Linked DNA regions of Capra hircus: region 1 is linked to region 2. A link is a contact called in public Hi-C data. All regions are on one chromosome and are shown on one strand. Each heading gives the region's core, a stretch centred on a gene start, on an enhancer-like site or on the middle of the called end of the contact. The rest is flanking DNA. Distances are from core to core; before and after follow the strand shown. Region 1 holds the start of IRF2BP2 (interferon regulatory factor 2-binding protein 2). Region 2 has its middle 92 kb from the start of TRNAR-CCU.

Region 1 (3,640 bases), core at 554-3,053, 340 kb after region 2:
GAAGTGTAAAGGTCCCAACTGAGAGTGACTAAGCCCGCGTCTATTAGTCAGAAAGACTAACGACCAGCCAAAAGTGATTTACCATAACACACGCCAGCTCCTCCTCCCGATAAAAGTGTGAAACTCAAGTGCTCAATTCAGTCTGGGCACAGCCTGTGGCTGCCAACGGTGGCAGAACGCGGCGAGACTGGCTGGCTCTGCACCCACATGTCGCCTTCGCGCCAGGCGGGTTTGCACCCACCTAAGCCCATCCTGGGCGGTGTGGTGGGCTCGAGGTCGGCCCTGCCCACCCAGCGAGGCCGGGAATGGCTGAGATCTGCCGGGTCCGCGCGACCCGCGGGCCAGCCTGCCTCTCACCCCCAAGCGCGCGCGGACCCCACCGCCGCTCGTGCCCGTGCCCCGCGCCACCTGGAGTCCAAGTTTGGCCCCGTGGACGGGGCCTGGAGGCCTAGTGTCGCCGGCGGGGGGGGCGGAGCCTGCGCGGTGACGCGGCCTCTTTGGCCGCTGACCCCGGATCCCTGGAATGTGCATTCGTTCAATGGAGCCGCCAGTGCCAGCGGCGCCGAGTCACGTCTGCGCGGAGCGTGCGCACTCGGCGGCGGCGGCGCACGCGGCCCGCGGCCCCGCGCCCACGTCACGCGGCTGCCGCGCGAACCTGCGCCAGGCGGCCGGGACCCCCGCGCTGTAGCGCGGGCTGGCCGGGAGGGAGCGCGGGGTGCATCGCGCGGTGCTGCCGCTCCCTCCCGGAAGGGCTCCGAGAAGCGGCGGGTGGACTCGATCCTAGGCCTGAGAGCACGCCCTCTTTTAGTGAAACTTCAGGGGACCGGCGGCGCCTGTGTCCTCCCCAAGACCCATGCGAGTGTAAAAGCGCTTGCCGAAGAGTTCAAATAAAGCTCCTTAAAAGATGTTTAAAAACGGACAGAACCAAGTTACAAAGTGGCCTTGCTTTTCAAAACACGAGTTTTACACGGTTTGCTCTAAACGGATCTGGAGGGGAGGGAACTCGGCTCGAGTGGTCGAGGCAGCGGAGCGGGTGCAGGGAAACAAGCTGCGCCAGCCACGCGTTCACGTCGGGGACACAGGCCGCGGCGCGGACGGGAGGGCGGGCACAGAGAAGCCGGCTCTCCCAGCAGCGCCCGTTCTGCGGCGGGGGGAGGGGGAGGGCGAGGGCGCGGGGGAGGGCGGGCGCGCGCGCGAGGGGAGGGGGCCCGCGCAGGCGCCTTGCGAGGCTGTCGAAGAATCAAGTCTGTAGAAGTGGAGCGGCCGCGGCGGCAGCAGCAGCAGCGACGGCGGCGGCGGAGCTGAGGCGGGCTGGGCGCTGACGCGGGCGCTGGAGAGCGGCGACGCCAGGAGCTGTGAGAGAGCAGCGGAGCGACCCGGGGTCCGCGCCGCGTCCGAGCTCCGCGCCGCCCGGCCGCCGCCGCCGCCGCCGCCGCCCCGGCGCGGCATGCCCCGCCGCTCGGGCTGAGCCTGCCCCGGCGGCCGCCCCCCGCCCCCCGCCCCCCCAACCTCCCCGCCCCCCGCCCCGCACTCCGCGCCAGCTGCCGCCGCGACCTGCTGCGCTCCCCCGCGTCCGCGCGGCCTGTCTTCGCCCCGGTCTGGAGGCCAGCCGCGGCTCCAGCCGAGCCCCCGCCGCCGCCGCCGCGCCCGCCGCGCCGCGCCGCCCCGCCGCCCGCCCGAGCCCGCGCCGGCCGGGGGGACGTGCTGCCGCGGCTGCAGCCCCTCGCCCCGCGCCCGCCGCCCCTCGTGCATCGGGGGCGCTGCGCGGGCGCCGAGCCTTCGCGGGCTTTGCCGCCGCCGCCGCCGCCTCTGCGGCCGCCGCCGCCGCTGGTGGGGGAGACGCGGGGTTGGGGGGGGAGGAGGGCGCGCGTGGTGCCGGCGGGTAGCGGCGGCGCCCCCTCCTCCTCCGCCTCCTCCTCCTCCTCCGGCGCCGCGGGCTCCTCGGACATGGCCGCGGCTGTGGCGGTGGCCGCCGCGTCTCGGCGGCAGTCGTGCTACCTGTGTGACCTGCCCCGCATGCCCTGGGCCATGATCTGGGACTTCACCGAGCCCGTGTGCCGCGGCTGCGTCAACTACGAGGGCGCCGACCGCGTCGAGTTCGTCATCGAGACGGCGCGGCAGCTCAAGCGGGCGCACGGCTGCTTCCCGGAGGGCCGCTCCCCGCCCGGCGCCGCGGCCCCGGCCGCCGCTAAGCCGCCGCCGCTCTCGGCCAAGGACCTTCTCCTGCAGCAGCAGCAGCAGCTCGGCCACGGCGGCCCTGAGGCCGCCCCGCGCGCTCCTCAGGCCTTGGAGCGCTACCCTCTGGCGGCCGCCGCAGCCGAGCGGCCCCCGCGCCTGGGCTCCGACTTCGGCGGCAGCCGCCCGGCCGCCGCCCTGGCCCAGCCGCCGACGCCGCAGCCGCCGCCTGTGAACGGCATCCTGGTGCCCAACGGTTTCTCCAAGCTGGAGGAGCCGCCGGAGCTGAACCGCCAGAGCCCGAACCCGCGGCGCGGCCACGCCGTGCCGCCCACCCTGGTGCCGCTCATGAACGGCTCGGCCACACCGCTGCCCGCCGCGCTCGGCCTGGGCGGCCGTGCCGCCGCCTCGCTGGCCGCCGTGTCCGGGGCCGCGGCCGCCGGCCTGGGCTCGGCGCAGCCCGCCGAGATGGGCGCCCACAAGCGGCCGGCGTCCGTGTCGAGCAGCGCGGCCGCGGAGCACGAGCAGCGCGAGGCGGCGGCCAAGGAGAAGCAGCCGCCGGCGGCCTCGCACCGCGGCCCGGCCGACAGCTTGTCCACCGCGGCCGGGGCGGCCGAGCTGGGCAGCGAGGGCGCAGGCAAAGGCCGCGGGCCGGGCGAGCAGGACTGGGTCAACCGGCCCAAGACCGTGCGAGACACGCTGCTGGCGCTGCACCAGCACGGCCACTCGGCGCCCTTCGAGAGCAAGTTTAAGAAGGAGCCGGCCCTGACTGCAGGCAGGTTGTTGGGTTTCGAGGCCAACGGGGCCAACGGGTCTAAAGCAGGTAGGGGCGGCTGTGGAGTGAGGGGGTCTAGGGGCGAAGCGGGGCCTGAGAGCCGAGGAGGGGGTGCTCTTCCTATTGGCCGTTCTCCCCCGGCCCAGAAATAGCAAACATCCAACTTCCTGATCTGCTCGAGGCGGAACCAGTGCTTAGTGGCAACGTGTTCCTCTGCTGAAGCAGCATAACAGAGATGAGTCAGATGGACCGATAGGTAGCGACACAGGGCTTTCCTTTCCCAGCACATTCCTGGATGCGAGCATGAGGCACCAATCACCTTTTAACCTGAGGGTGGGGAGGGGGGGACTGGGGGGCGTTAACTCTCATGTGCACAGGGCAGCCTGGGTACTTGCAGGCCTGTGGAAGAACAGGCAGTGCTTTCCGTGCCCTTGTTTTTTTTTTTTAACTGCTAGACTGCCTCAGAGCCTTCTCAGTCTAAGTGGTTTAAGTTGCACGTGCTCTTGAAACTTGGTTTTTCTGTACCAACTTTGGAGAATAGAAATTCTTCAGAGGGTTGTGTTGTGTGTGAGTGAAAGAAAGATCCTTTTGAGTGCACGTTCATTTATTCCTTTTTTTCCCCTTTTCTATCTTTGTTCTTCCAGTTGCAAGAACAGCAAGGAAAAGGAAGCCTTCTCCTGAGCCAGAAGG
Region 2 (4,217 bases), core at 1,053-3,552:
GGAAATCCCTGTGTTTTTACACTTTAGAAGTCTGTTCTCCTTCAAACAGAATGGTTCTTTCTGGCAGACATGCCCCAGCCCATCCGCCTTACCTCCCAGAAACTGTGGGCTCCTTTGTGTTCCAGGTCATTTCTTATGTTCATCCCCTTGCTCATTCATTGGTCCTCCCAACACTTATGCTAAAGAGATCGTGGTCCGTGCCCTTGCTGAAGAGGTGTCACCCAACCCACTTGGGACACTCCCTCGCACCACCCCACCCTCTGCAAATACATACGATGAATTCTTTAGTCGTTCTGGTTCCACGTCTACTTTCTGAATAGATGCACGTGACCTCCATTTTTGTGTGAGTGTACTTTTTCAATGCCAGTAGACTTTTCAGGGGAACTCAGTGCCCGCAAAGAGCATCTGGAGGCTCTGATTTAGAAAGCGCTCCCTGTTCCAAGGTCCTCTGAGGCTCTTGCTGTCTAGATCAGAGAAAGATCAGGGAGGAGGGAGGAGTCACCAGAGACTGATGGAAAAAACCAGGCCCAGGTGTACCCTGGGCTGCTCCTTAGCCTACCCTGCCTGGAACCATACTCCCTAAGGTGACATCTGGATACCGATGTCTGCTTTTCAAGAGCTGCCTGGGTAAAGAATACGAGTCAGGTTACTTTAGAAACTAAGTAGTCTTTTTTTTTTTTTTGCATCAGAATCTACGTTTTTTTCATTTTATGTTTTTAAAATGGAAGCATAGTTGATTTACAATGTTGTAGAAACCAAGCAGTCTTGCTGAGCTACATGACAATTACTAGCCACACAGAGAATTGCCGGCCCCACCAACACTCACCATGTGACTGTGGGCGGGACCCTGCCGTTGAGTGACCACAGCGGTCCTTGTTGAAACAACTGGGCCCCAAAGTCAACTTAAAGGGGAAATAAAAAGATAGCAGGGTCAGGCTACAAATGCTTACGTATATAGCCGTGGAACACTCATTCGAGATCGTTCTATGTCAACATGGGGGCAGCTGTTGCTCCCTTGCGTGAGGATAGGAAAAACAGCTGGGTGGGGAGAGGTGCGGGGGGCGAGGGTGCTGGAGAATTCAATGCACAGCAGAGGGGGCTGCCTCCCCTCTTCCCCGGGTGCAGCATCAGGGCGGCGGGTGCATGCTCTCCAGGATTCTATTTCAAGCCGACTGGAGGCAAGAATGTGTTCTTTGCCACAGGAAGAATGTTCCCTCAGACAGAACTGCTAATCAGGCGAGAGGATGGGAGGAACGTACAGCCAGTGGTGGTGGCTGCTGGTTTTTTTAGCAGCCTTTCCCCTCCTGGCCTGAGTCGCATGATTTTTGGCCGGCTGAGACAGTGGCTGAAGATCTATACCCCTCCCCACCCCGCCGCCTCTCCAACCTCATGGCCTTTGTTTTTGAAAATATAGGAATTTTCTGAGCCTGCGAGCTCCGTTGCACAACTCTGAGCGATTTTCCAGAGCTTCCCTATGTCATCTGTCTCCGCGACAGCAAGAGGGAAGGAGGAGGGAGGAAAAAGACCAGGGTGCACACGGGCCAAGGAGGGAAAAGCAAGGGAAAGGCGGCGGGGGGCGGTCAGTGGAGAAACATTTTGGTGACGTCAAAGAAGACCACACTCCCCAGCATAACATTACTTGGTACCTCATCCGCCCACTCTCTAATTTACTAGAAACCAAACAGCCTGTTTGGAAACCTGTAGCCTACAGTCTTTTTTTTTTTTGGTTTTATATTTTTTGTTATTCTCCCTGGACCCAAAGGGCCATTCATTGTTGGGAGTTTGAAAGCTACCTGATTTCCTGAAACAGAGGGGATTTCCACGAGTAATAATTCAGCCCGTGCTGGTGCGAGGCGCTGGAGCTCGAGTAAATTGATCCAGCTGCTCACAGGCTGATGGAAAAGTGCCCGGGGGAGGGGACGGCATCTGCAGCTGGGGCCGCAGCGGGCGCGGTCACGTGGCCAGGCCGGCGTCCGCGGAGCTGACTTGGGCTCGCCCCCGCCCCGCCTGCATCCTCCGACCCCGCCCCGTCCCCCCGGCGCGCCCGCCCGCCCCCCGCGCGCCCCCGCCGCCCCCGCGCCGTCCCCCCGCGCCGCCCCCGCCCCCGCGCGCCCCCGCCCCCGCGCGCCCCCGCCCCCCGCGCGCCCCCGCGCGCCCCCCCGCCCCGCGCCGTCCCCGCCCCCCGCGCGCCCCCGCCCCCGCGCGTCCCCGCCCCCCGCGCGCCCCCGTCCCCCCCCGCGCGCCCATCCCCCTGCAAGCGCCCTCCGACCCGGCGCGCGTCCGCGCTCGCTCCTAACTGTGCTCTCTTCTCTGCGCCTAGACTCCGCCTTCCAGCCCGCGCTGGCCTCGCTGGAGGAAGGCAGTTTCCTGGGCCATGTGGCAACCTCTTTCTCGGGAAATGCGAGACGCCAAGGATGGTGGGGGGCGGCCCTACGTCCTAAGCTTCCCCAGAGAGTCACCCTTTTGGGTCCGTTGACTGTGCTTCCCAGAAGCCTCCCCCATTTCTGTTGTCTGGACAGTCAGGGCCTATTGACAAATAAAATCGGAGCTGGCAGCGGTAACCTGGATGAAACCCGAGGCTAAAGAAATACCGTTTCCAATACCCAGATGGTAGAGTTCAATCTGTTTTCTGGCCAAGGCCGGGCAAGTTAATTTTTATCCTAGTAAAAATAATAAACAGGGCATTAGCAACTAAATGTTTATCAATTTGCAGTTCATTTCCAGCCAGTCTATTTCACTCCCGCATGCTTTTACTGTTAGCTGATGAACTGGAGTGCTTTACATGAAACCATATGTGACTAGTTAAGTCCTAGCCCCTACAGCATTTCTATGGTGCTTTTCACCTTAATTGGTTAATGTTATTTGGCTGTTTCAGCCATGGTCTTCCAATATAGCCTTTTAATGATAAACTTCAGTGGAGAAAGGTTAAATGATTTGCTGGGGATCACCCCACAGTTGAGGAGTGGGGCCGGTAAGGATGCCCTGGTTGGGAAGATGTCTGATTAAATGGGCAAAAAGCAAGGAGAGCTCAGAGAGACGATGATAAATACTTGTGAGCATCTGGTCACCCACAAGCCAAGTCCTTTCTGCAAATGCCGTGACTGGTTTTGTTGTCTTAGCGGAATTCACAGGCCCATTTGGTGGTGTCATCTATTGTTTATCCACCAACTATTATATTCGGAAACAATTTCAGCGATGACAAAATGGAGTGATGGCTATACTGTGAATCACACAGGCAGGGAACCCTTCTCTCAGCCTCCCAGTTTTCCTTCATTGAGTATATAATAGAAATCTTGATATTGCCACATGGTTCAACTCAGATCTAAAGTGGTTACTTAGAGAAAGGGAGAGAAGAAAGAATTTATGAGGTAGCGGTGTAGAACGAACTAAGTCAGACCTACGCCTACGTTCCATCTTTTTCTCCTTGGGAGAATAACTCACTTTCTTGGAGCTTCAGTTTTCTTCCCAGTGAAAACATGGGGCTGGCAGGATGCCCTTGGAGTGCTGCTGCTGCTGCTAAGTCGCTTCAGTCGTGTCCGACTCGGTGCAACCCCATAGACAGCAGCCCACCCGGCTCCCCCGTCCCTGGGATTCTCCAGGCAATGTATTCAGGGCTTGGCACTGTGCTTGGAGTCTAGTAGAGGCTAGTAGGAATCCTTTCCTTAGGAAGAGTAGTCTTGGCAGGGCTGGCAGGCAATGGGTTGAGGACACCATATATGCAACTCCAAATATGAGGCAATACCCCATTTCCCAACGAGCAAGTTGCAAAAGTCTTCTGTGTGTGCACCCGTGTCTGTGTTTCTTTTCTTGGCTGGGTTGAATATGTACACGTTTAATGATGCAAGTGGAATAGTCAAAATTCTAGTTATAAAATTTAATTTATTGGTTTCATTACATGCCTATTTAAAATTATAGGTGTAAATATACGTATTTAGAATCTTGCCCTTTTGAACTCATTATCCAGACTCTTCATCATCACCTGTCTTTGTCATCACTTGAGCCCCCCTTTTGAGTGATCTCACTCCATCTTCCAGAGCTTGCTTCTGCCCACATATTTTTGAGTTTGTATTTGCAGTCACTGGAAATGTTATCTCAAGCTTAATATTCACACGCTATTTATGATATCCCTAAAGTAACTTCTTCTTGTCCTGCTTAAAAATCTTAACAGGGTTAAGATCTTAACCCATTAAAGATCTTAACAGGGTTGTGCCTAGGTT

The links. A called contact is a pair of places that touch in the nucleus more often than the background predicts.
Region 1: a Hi-C map of liver shows a contact between it and region 2, with 4 times the contacts expected there. The contact joins the promoter of IRF2BP2 here to the enhancer-like site in region 2. A contact is called at or near these places in 3 of 5 Hi-C or Micro-C datasets (blood and liver).

Annotation. Positions count from the first base shown.
Region 1 is chr28:37,952,183-37,955,822 of ARS1.2, forward strand. IRF2BP2 (interferon regulatory factor 2-binding protein 2) reads left to right here and starts at 1,804. Exons shown (of 2, transcript XM_018042454.1): 1 at 1,804-2,950; 2 at 3,595-3,640. The coding sequence starts at 1,948.
Region 2 is chr28:37,606,894-37,611,110 of ARS1.2, forward strand. No RefSeq gene overlaps it. Among named protein-coding and RNA genes, the nearest start is that of TRNAR-CCU, 92 kb to the left of the region's middle. Within about 2 kb of position 2,303, at least 4 of the 5 cell types and tissues checked have an H3K27ac peak or open chromatin away from gene starts, as enhancers often do.